Linked DNA regions of Mus musculus: regions 2 and 3 are each linked to region 1. A link is a contact called in public promoter capture Hi-C data. All regions are on one chromosome and are shown on one strand. Each heading gives the region's core, a stretch centred on a gene start, on an enhancer-like site or on the middle of the called end of the contact. The rest is flanking DNA. Distances are from core to core; before and after follow the strand shown. Region 1 holds the start of Dhx34 (DEAH (Asp-Glu-Ala-His) box polypeptide 34). Region 2 holds the start of Ap2s1 (adaptor-related protein complex 2, sigma 1 subunit). Region 3 holds the start of 9330104G04Rik (RIKEN cDNA 9330104G04 gene).

What was found. Promoter capture Hi-C pulls out the DNA fragments that hold promoters and counts their contacts.
Region 2: a promoter capture Hi-C map of liver shows a contact between it and region 1, with 4 times the contacts expected there. The contact joins the promoter of Ap2s1 here to the promoter of Dhx34 in region 1. A contact is called at or near these places in 2 of 39 promoter capture datasets (liver and maxillary cranial neural crest) and 1 of 484 Hi-C or Micro-C datasets (B cells).
Region 3: a contact with region 1 is called in a promoter capture Hi-C map of second pharyngeal arch cranial neural crest. The contact joins the promoter of 9330104G04Rik here to the promoter of Dhx34 in region 1. A contact is called at or near these places in 2 of 39 promoter capture datasets (cranial neural crest and second pharyngeal arch cranial neural crest).

The regions. Positions count from the first base shown.
Region 1 is chr7:16,220,475-16,223,559 of GRCm38.p6, reverse strand. It overlaps Dhx34 (DEAH (Asp-Glu-Ala-His) box polypeptide 34), which reads left to right and starts at 1,528. Exons shown (of 17, transcript NM_027883.3): 1 at 1,528-1,562.
Region 2 is chr7:16,736,813-16,739,935 of GRCm38.p6, reverse strand. It overlaps Ap2s1 (adaptor-related protein complex 2, sigma 1 subunit), which reads right to left and starts at 1,492. Exons shown (of 5, transcript NM_198613.2): 1 at 1,398-1,492. The coding sequence starts at 1,400.
Region 3 is chr7:16,873,601-16,876,751 of GRCm38.p6, reverse strand. 9330104G04Rik (RIKEN cDNA 9330104G04 gene) reads left to right here and starts at 1,866. Exons shown (of 2, transcript NR_152128.1): 1 at 1,866-2,540. It overlaps Dact3 (dishevelled-binding antagonist of beta-catenin 3), which reads right to left and starts at 1,435. Exons shown (of 4, transcript NM_001081655.1): 1 at 1,079-1,435. The coding sequence starts at 1,327.

The sequences.
Region 1 (3,085 bases), core at 279-2,778:
CTCATTACGGATGGTTGTGAGCCACCATGTGGTTGCTGGGATTTGAACTCCTGACCTTCGGACGAACAGTCGGGTGCTCTTACCCACTGAGCCATCTCACCAGCCCCCAAATGTCTTCTTTACCCTTAGTATTGTACTACCTGGGGAGGGGTACATTCTTAAGGTCTGGGGTTCTTTCTCTGCACAGAGGAGACTTTGGTGAACAAAACAGAAGAGTTCTCCACTTTTACGGAGCACACATCTTACTGGAGGACACAGAGATAGTCACAAAAGTAAGATTAAATAGGACGGGGTGAAGAACATTCCAGCGCTCAGGAGGCGGTGGTGGAAGGATGAGTAGTTGGAGCCTGGGCAAAGGAGAAAGTTCTTGTCTGAAATACATGAATAAGCAAAGAAATAAAATATTGAGCAATAATGCCCGCTCTGTGGAGGGAGCTGCTTTTAGAAGCAAGGTCAGAGATGACAGCTTCAGTGCACTAATATCTGAATGGGGGGAAAAAGTGAGCTGCACAGAGAAACCAGAAGAGGAAACAGAGAACTCAAAACCTGGCTACAACCCAGCCTGGCCTATATATTTTTATATATGCTTTTCAGCGACTTTTTTTTTTTTTTGCAACAAGTTTTCTTAGGTTATCGATGGGGAAACTGAGGCTCAGTTCCCCAGTGATTGGCACATCGAGGAGTACTGTGTAGTTTTCTCTGGAGTCTTTTCTCACCCATTTAGTCATTAATTTAACATGTGTGGCTCTAGAGAGGGCTTTAAGGGGACACAAGACTGATCAGCACAGAGCTGGTCCCTGGCTTAAGGCTGCTGGGGTTACATCTGATTATTTATTAGTGAGTTATAGTGATAGAGTGACCACATGACTGTCTTATTAATTTAATTAGGTTTTTGAGATGGTCTAGATATGTAGTCCTGGATGACCTGAACTCACTATGTAGTCCAGGCTGGCCTTGAACTTACCGAGATCCACCTCCCTTTGCCTCCCAAGTGCTGGAATTTAAGGCGTGCACTAGTTCGCCCAGTCACGGGACTGTTTTAATAGTGTTTGAGCTCCCTTGCTGACCCTAAACTTTTTGTTTGTTTGTTTGTTTGTTTTTTTGAGAGAGGGTTTCTCTGTGTAGCTCTGGCTGTCCTGGAACTCACTCTGTAGACCAGGCTGGCCTCGAACTCAGAAATCCGCCTGCCTCTGCCTCCCAAGTGCTGGGATTAGAGGCGTGCGTTGTTTTGTTTTTTGGACCCGAAACTTTTGACTTTCTAGTAATTCTGGGTTTACAGGGCTGTGGAGAGGACACGGCTAGGGACTGGCACTTACCTATAACCCCTCCTCTGGCCTCTAGAGGGCGTCAAATCACCCAAAACACTGCCTGAAGCCAGGTGCCCAAGAGCGCTTTGTGCGATGGGCATTGGCCCGCCCGCTACTCCCTATTGGGCTTCATTGTACGGAGAGGCCAGGTCGCGCTTTCGCGATCTGCGCATGCGCAGTCTGGAGAGTGGCGGGAGCGTGCGCAGGCGCAGACCATTTAGGACCGGAAGTTGAGGCGTCCGTGCTATTTCGGAGGTAAGGGGCGGGGCGTGTGTGCGGGGTGTCTGCGTGGCTTTGGTCCCTGGTGCAGGATTTGTGTGGGGCTATAGTTCCGAGCGAGCAGGGGAGTCAAGAGAACCCCAATTTTAATGAAGGAATGTGCCAGGACCCAGAGAGCTCTGGCGGTGCGCGATTCTTAGAAGCTGGAGGACCAAGAGGCCCGGAACTGAAACCACAGAGGGAACAAGTTTCTGAGAAAGGGAGAGAAAAGGGGACCAGGGTGATGGGGTGCCTGCAAGAGAGGCTCACAAGGGCGCCAGGAAGAGATTGGCAAGAAAGCCTGGATGGTGGTGAGACCCACAGTTATGAAAAGATGGAGTTTGAAACAGAACCTTGAAAGTTGGAGGTGATAGTAGAGTCGTGCTGAAAAATGGCGAAAGGAAGAAATGCACCCCAGATTTGCGTTCCTCGCACTGCTTATTTAGCTTAGCAAAATAGAGTGGAAATAGTCTTAATGTTGTGAGAAAGTGAACATATATGTATACATATGTGATTGAGACTACACAGAAATACCGGAGTGGTAGCTGTAAAGAAAGGCACCATTGGTAGATAAAAGTATTGACTGGAGAACTGTAAACAAATAGAGGGCCGGGAGCTAGGTGCTGGATCTGAGCACAGGAGGCTGAAGCAGGAGGATTGTGAGTTAAAGGCCAACCCAGTCTACATAGGATGACTCTTGTCTCCAAAAATAAATAAATTTGAGGAAAAGTTGAAACAAGATGGAGAAAGTGGAGAAATTCAAATGGAGGTCTGAGGAAGAGAGGGAGGGAGGGAGAGAGAGAGAGAGAGAGAGGAGAGAGAGGGGAGAGAGGGAGAAATAGAGAAATAGAAAGAGAGGTATTGGGAAGATGGCCCGGTAAGCCATACTTGGACATAATGGTGCTTACTTGCAGTCCCAGCACTTATGTGGTGGAGACTGGATGGTGAGTGAGTTCAAGGTCATGCTTATCTGTGTGGAGAGTTCAAGGTTAGGCTAAACTACCTGAGACCCCAAACCAAATGAAGGAGTAAAATGCCCGAGGGAACAGACCCATTGGCAGCCATGGGTGCTGATGTTGGGCCTAGTGTGAGTCAGGGTTTTTGTTGCCTAGAAGGAGCTTTCTCCTCCTTACTGTCCCAGTCTTTTTCTGAGGATCACTGGCTCCATCTTCTAGCAGCTTTCCAAGGCCTGGTCCTCATTCCCTTCTAGAATAGAGTTCTCTCAGTCCTGTCATCACCGAGCTTCAGTCTTTACTCAGAAGTGTTGTACTCTGCAGTGTCTGCTATGTTTGTGGGACTCACAAGGTCTTCCTCCCTGGACACTCAAAGGTAGCTCTAACAACTCCCAAGAGGGGACCAAGTCCCTCCCACCCCTGTGACTGCATAAAGCCAACCTCTGGGCTCTTTCATGATGACCCTTGAGAGAATGAAGGCTGAGTTGGGTTTGCTAATGCCATCGAGAGAGAATTCCTGGCCTTTTGTGTTATTTTCCCCCCTGGTTGGATGCTCTGTGCCTTTGC
Region 2 (3,123 bases), core at 243-2,742, 520 kb before region 1:
GTTTGAAGCCCTGTCTGTCCAGTCATATATGCTCTTGCCCATTTTACAGATGACAAAGCTAAGACCCATAGTTATCACAACCAGAAAGCAGAGCTAGTTCCTCCAAGTCTTTACCCTGAGCCCTGGATTCTTTACTGGCTTCCATGGTCTTTCCCGAGCCTCATTCTTCCCTCAACCTATCTGCCTTATTCAACCTAAGCAGAAAACCACAAACAGGATGTTACATGCCCCTTCCAAGAACTACTTCTGCTGAGCCAGGGAAACCCAGGAAGGGAAGGGGGTGGGCACAGGAGCAGAAGGGAAGAACAGCTGGAAGCAAGGCTGAGTTAAGCCCTCTGTGTCCTACCCCACTTCAACCAATACTTCTTTCTGTTTCCCTCAATGAGAATCGTTTCACTCCTGGGAACACATCTGAGCAGCCCCTAGTCCCTACATCCATCCCTCTGCTGTACCCTCAGGGAGCCTCCCGACCACCTCCCCACATTGTTCGTTGTAACCTCCATCCCCCTGACCCCAGCACCTTTGGCCCCGACTCCGGGAAGCTTCACCTGTCCTTCATTACAAGCACCCCTTCTCCCTGTCCAAGGCTGGCCTCCCTTTTTACAAAGGTCGCATCGAACCTCCAAGACCTCTACTCACCTCCTGTTCTGACATCCCCCTCCCAAGTCTTCTTCTCCAAGTCCCTATCCAAAGAACTCTTAGTTCCAAAAGGCCCGTCTTGGAGGTGGAGGTTCCCCTAAATCCAGTGCTCAGCCCTTCTCCCAAAGCTCCCCCTCCTCAAATGTGACGCCTCCAAGTCTACTCTGCACCCCGGACCTCTCCTCTGTGGAACATTCTGTTCAGTTGCTCCCCATTTTCTTCTAGAATCCACTTTCTACTGCTACAGCCCTCTCTCCTCTTGCAGCAGCCTAACTCTAATCCTACAGGGGCTAACTTCCGGCCTCCAGGGTCCTCTTCTTCCCCTGGAGAGCATCTACCCTGGCCATATCCAATTTGCCCCAACACTAGCTCTCCTTAAAACCAGCTCCTTCCTTCTCATAAGGAACCCTCTCTACCCTGTCTGTAGAGTCTCTGGTTCTTTTCCATCATCCCTTCCTCATCTCCAATATCTTCTCCCGCCTCTGTGGTTTCAAAATCACCCCCAAATGTCTCCCACCAAGGCAGTCCCTCCCCTGGACACTCCTTCCCCTCCAAATCCTTTGCTTGGAACCACAAGCACACCCCGCAGCGCAGCATCCAGCCCCTGATCCCCATTCCTGACCCCAATCCCGAGAACCCGCGCCCGGCCCGGATCATCCGCAGCAGGAGGAAGCTTGTCACCTCCAAACCGAAACCCCGGGGACCGTACGTGAACCACCCCCCTCTGCCTGTCCCCGGTACGACGCTCCCCCCGTTACCATGGCGACCCCTGTCTGGACCCCAGAGGCCCGGGTCCCGCTGTAACAGGGCGGCTCCGGCTCTGCTTGCAGTTGTGGGGCCCAGGGCTAGAACTGACTTCCGGCAGGAGAACCCGCCTTCCTTCTCGGGCACGGCCCTCTGGGAGTTGTAGTTTAAACGCACGCGTTGGCAAGGGTGGCCCCGGTCTAACGCCTTCCCAGCATGCTCTGCGACTGCCCTTTTTCCTATCAAGAGACCTAGTCGCCAAATGCGAGTACCAAATGCATTGTGGATGAAGGACTCTGAATAAGGACAATTTCCATAGGTTAAAAGTAGACTGAGTGAGCGTTGCATTTCGGGAAATGTGGTTCTAGTGCTCCTCGATCCCAAAGCTACCAGCAAGGACATGCTGGGAATAGTAGTTTTTTCTTTTCAACTTTGCTTTAAATTATAACATATAATGTGCTTTGATAATATTTCCCCATTATTATTAGCTTACTTCTTTCTCCTCCACCAAAACCCTTTCTTCCCCAAAGTGTTCCTTTTTTCATGTATGTTTTTCTTGCGGAGCGTGTGACCCACGGCATTGATCTGGGGTTGCGGATGTGAGCGTTACTTACTTGGGCATGGGCATCTTTTAACAGAATACACTACTGGGAATATGACCCTCGCACCCTCGGCGACTGGTTTTTAATTTTTTGCTTATTTTATGTATTTGAGTTCTCACCTGCATGTAGGTAAGTCTATAGTATGCCTGCAGTGTCCACAGAGGTGGAAGACAGCATAAGAACCTAGGAACTGGAGTTTGGGAGCCGAATCTGCTAGAGTAGCAAAAGCTCTTAAACACTGAGTCTTCTCTCCAGCATCTCAATCCGTGCCCACCTGTGGTGAAATGCTGATGGGCCTGGTCTCCTACAGGCCTTGAGCAGTAACTCCCAGCTGCTGTAAGGTTTGGCATCATCTCTGTCACGTTCAGAAGGCATGTTTCACTCTTCCCTCCAGTGATTTTTTTTTTCCTTTAAACTCGGGTTTTAAAAAAATATTTATTATATGTAAGTACACTGTAGCTGTACTCAGATACTCCAGAAGAGAGCATCAGATTTCGTTACCAATGGTTGTGAGTCACCATGTGGTTGCTGGGATTTGAACTCAGGACCTTTGGAAGAGCAGTTGGTGCTCTTAACCGCTGAGCCATCTCACCAGCCCCTAAGCTCAGGGTTTTATGTATCCCGGACTGGCCTAGGACTAGCCTTGTAGGGGAGGATCAGTTGGAGTCCTGATCCTGCAGCTTCTGCCACCAAAGGGGCTACAGTATAGGCATATGCCACCACACCAGTCTTAGGAAAAGTAGGTTATTTTATTTTATTTTACTTTTGAGACATGGTTTCTTATGTAGTCCTGGCTGTCTTGGAACTCACTCTGTAAACCAGGCTGGACTTGAACTCAGAGATCTGCTTACCTGGACTTAAGGTATGCACCACTGATGCCCAGCAGAAATAGTGTTAAACAAGTCATTACGCTGTGGACCTAAAAATGTAACTAACTGCCTTTCTATGCTTACGCAGTGCTCTATTTAGTTGAGCTTAGGGATGTAGGTTTTCTCATAAATATAACTACATATGTACATAAAATAAAATAAAGATAGGAATTGGGCTAGACACAGTGTCTGTAAATCCATGGAAGTGTACTGGTATGGATTAAGGCTATCCTGTACTATATAGGGACTCTCTGGCTAGCCTCGACTAC
Region 3 (3,151 bases), core at 617-3,116, 650 kb before region 1:
GTCTCCACCCCCACAGCCTCGGCTCAGGTTTCCCTAAACGGGAAGCTCTGACCACACACATGTACACACATAGAGGCTTAGGTACCGGGATGGGATGGGCCAGGGGAGTGGGCTGGGGGAAGGGAAGAGAGATGGAGACAGACATTAGGCAGAAAAACATTGAGGCCTAGAGACAGACCACGACCCCATTTCTAATCTCCTCTGTTTTTGGAAGCTTTACAGGTCTTGGAAGACCATAGAGACAGAGACTGTGTTAAGGAAATGAAACAGAGATGCTGGGGTATGGAAAGGTTGGAGCAACAACCGGAAAGGGTCTCCAGACTCAAGGAGTGATGTAGGGAGGGAGAAAGAGCTGGAGCCTTTTCAATTTGAAAGTCATCATTAGAGTTCCTCGGCGAATCATACTCTCTCTCCCCTCACTCCCTAGCTATCTTCACCTGGCCTCCCCGTGTTACTGAGCCATGGGACCAAGTAGAAGAAAGAAGTGTCATTGGGTTGATCAAAATGCCCCCGGGGGTCCTCAGGGACTGTTCGGGGGTTTCTCAGCAGCCGGTCTCTCTCTCCAGAGGCCTGAAGATTCCCCTTCCCCCACCCCGCCCCCTCCAGGGATCTCCAAGCACCCCGAGACTTAAGGAAAGATGAAGATGGATTCCGGGTAGCGGGGCCCAGAGGGAGGTTATGTTTGAATGCCGGCTGTGTGACCTTGGGTGAGTCTCTTCCTGTCTCTAAGCCTCAGTTTTTTTCTCTGTAAAATGGGGACTTTCAAACCCTCATGAAATAGGAAATCTGTAAGAAGACGAATGTTTGGTTTAACACACACTAGGCATCCAGGACGGTTAACAGGGTCCATGCTGAGTCCAACGGAGGCCGTGCATCCTCCCTATCAGCTCTATTTGGGGGTAGGAAAAGCCAGGTCTCCAGTCTTATCTCTTTCCCCCTGCCTGCTCCCCTACCCTAGGACCGGTGTGCTGAGCATACACTACCAAGACAGACAGACGGACACAGGAGCAGGGAGGTGGGGGAACGAATGGGGGAGGGAGGAATGCATGGATGGACGCACGGACAGGCGACCCCTCACCAGCTGCTCCTCCAGGGCTGCTGCGGCCCTGCGCGCCGCTGCCGCATCCTCGTCCTCCTCGGCGTCCTCCTCGTCCTCAGCCTCGGCGCCCCCCATCCCGGGCTGGGCCAGCCGCAGCGCCTGCTGCACGCGGTACTCCTGCCTCTCTCGGAGCCAATGCAACTCGCAGAGCCCGGCCAGGCTGCCTTCCAACCATCCCCGCAGCCGACCCCGCTCCGGGCTCACCGGGAACGAGAAGGCCCGGATCATGGCTGCGGCCCCCCGCCCCAGCCCGGCCGGGCCCCACGGCCGCCCCTCTCGCCGGTCCCACCTCCCCGCCCCAGCAGCCCGCCCGCCCGCTGGCCGGGCTGTCACCGTCTCATCTGCATAGGCGCCCGCCCATTGGGCCGCCCACCCGCGCCTCATCTACATGACCACGCCCCTGAAGGCACGACAACGACCTACTATTGGTTGTTGCCTTCCGTGACGCAGGGCTCCGCCCCGCCCCATTTTTCCTTAACAACGCATGCCCAGGACTACCTACGGGGGTATCAGACTCGCCACGCCCCTTTGTGCGGCGATCCTGGGGCTGTGGCCACGCCTTCTTTATAATCACAATGAAGCAAGCCCGCCCTTGCTCCAATTTCATTGGTGCCAGTCGCTTGGTTCTGGAGCTGGTTCCGCCCCCTTGCGGGCGAGCGCTGGCTGCCATTGGGCTCTCCAGGTCCAGGGAAGGGTGGTCTATAAATAGAGACTGGATCCACGTGACAGCTCCGCAGCTGCTCTTGCCGCCCCTCCCAAACTTTCAGCTTCTGAGTCTGCGCAGAAGGATCATCAGTGATGATTGAATCCGGATCACGCCTCCTCTTCCAGGCAGCTTTCCCAGACCCTCAGAAGTAAAGCGGATTGAACATCTTACGGTTTGATTATGCTTTTAAGCAGGACCTGTTCAAACCGGCTCTGTAATTCCATCATAGGGGAGGCTGAACCAGGAGGAGAATTGAGAGTTCAAGGCCAGCCTAAACTACATAGTGAATTTCAAGCTAGTTTGGATTACACAGCGAGTTTCTGTCTCATCAAAACAGCACATTTACGGAATTACAAGACCCTGGGTGAAATATTCTATGCTTTGACCAGAAGAGAATCTGAGGTCTTTTTTGTCTTCCAGGTGCGGTGGAGCTGAGTTCCACCAGTCTGAGCTCGCAGGGGCCTTTGTTCACGGTTCTAAGAGGCTTTGTTCTCAGTCTTCTGAGATGCTCTGTTCTCAACGTTCTGAAGTTCTAAATCTGAGCCTGCCTGCTTTCGAAGGCTGCATTCTGCCTCTTCTCACTGGGCAAGCCGGGCTAGCGCCCCCTCACGCGGCCAGCATGTGTCACTACACCCGGTGTGTCGGCAACGTTTGTGAAATAGCCCATTTCTCAGACGGACCTTTGACTCCTTAAAAGCTCAGATCTGGAAGGGAGGATGGGGCCGTAGAATCGCGGTGAGTTCGAGGCCAATCTGGGCTAACTATGACAGCCTGTCATTGAAAGAAAAATATAGTGTGAAACTGTCTTTTATAATGTTTTATGATCATCTGGCAATAACCAACTTTGATGTGGTGAGTCTATGCCACTTTAAGGCAGAGTAACACTAGGAAACGTATTTGGTCTCTCTGTGCTCTTCATCTACATCTAAAAAAAAGTTATTCTGAACGTTTAACAGCATAATTATGTTTTGTTTTGCTTTTTGAGGGTTTCACTAAGTAACCCTGGCTGAACTGTAACTATGTAGACCAGACTGGCTTGTTACTTTCAGACCACCTCTGGGTTGTATCTGACTCCCCCTACTCCAGTGCTCGTATTAAAGGAGTGGGTCACCACGTATAACCCTGTTATTTTTTATTATTTTTTTTTTGGAGTAACAGCTTCTACCACTCATAAAGAACTGAGTCTTGGGCATGGTGAGTCATATCTGTAATCCCAGCACTGGAGAAATGGCTCCGTGATTTAAGAGTGCTGTTGCTCTTCCAGAAGACCTGGGTTCGGTTTCTGGCACACAGAGAGAAAAAGAGGCTCACAGTCCTCTTTAACTCCAGCATCAGAGGATCCACTG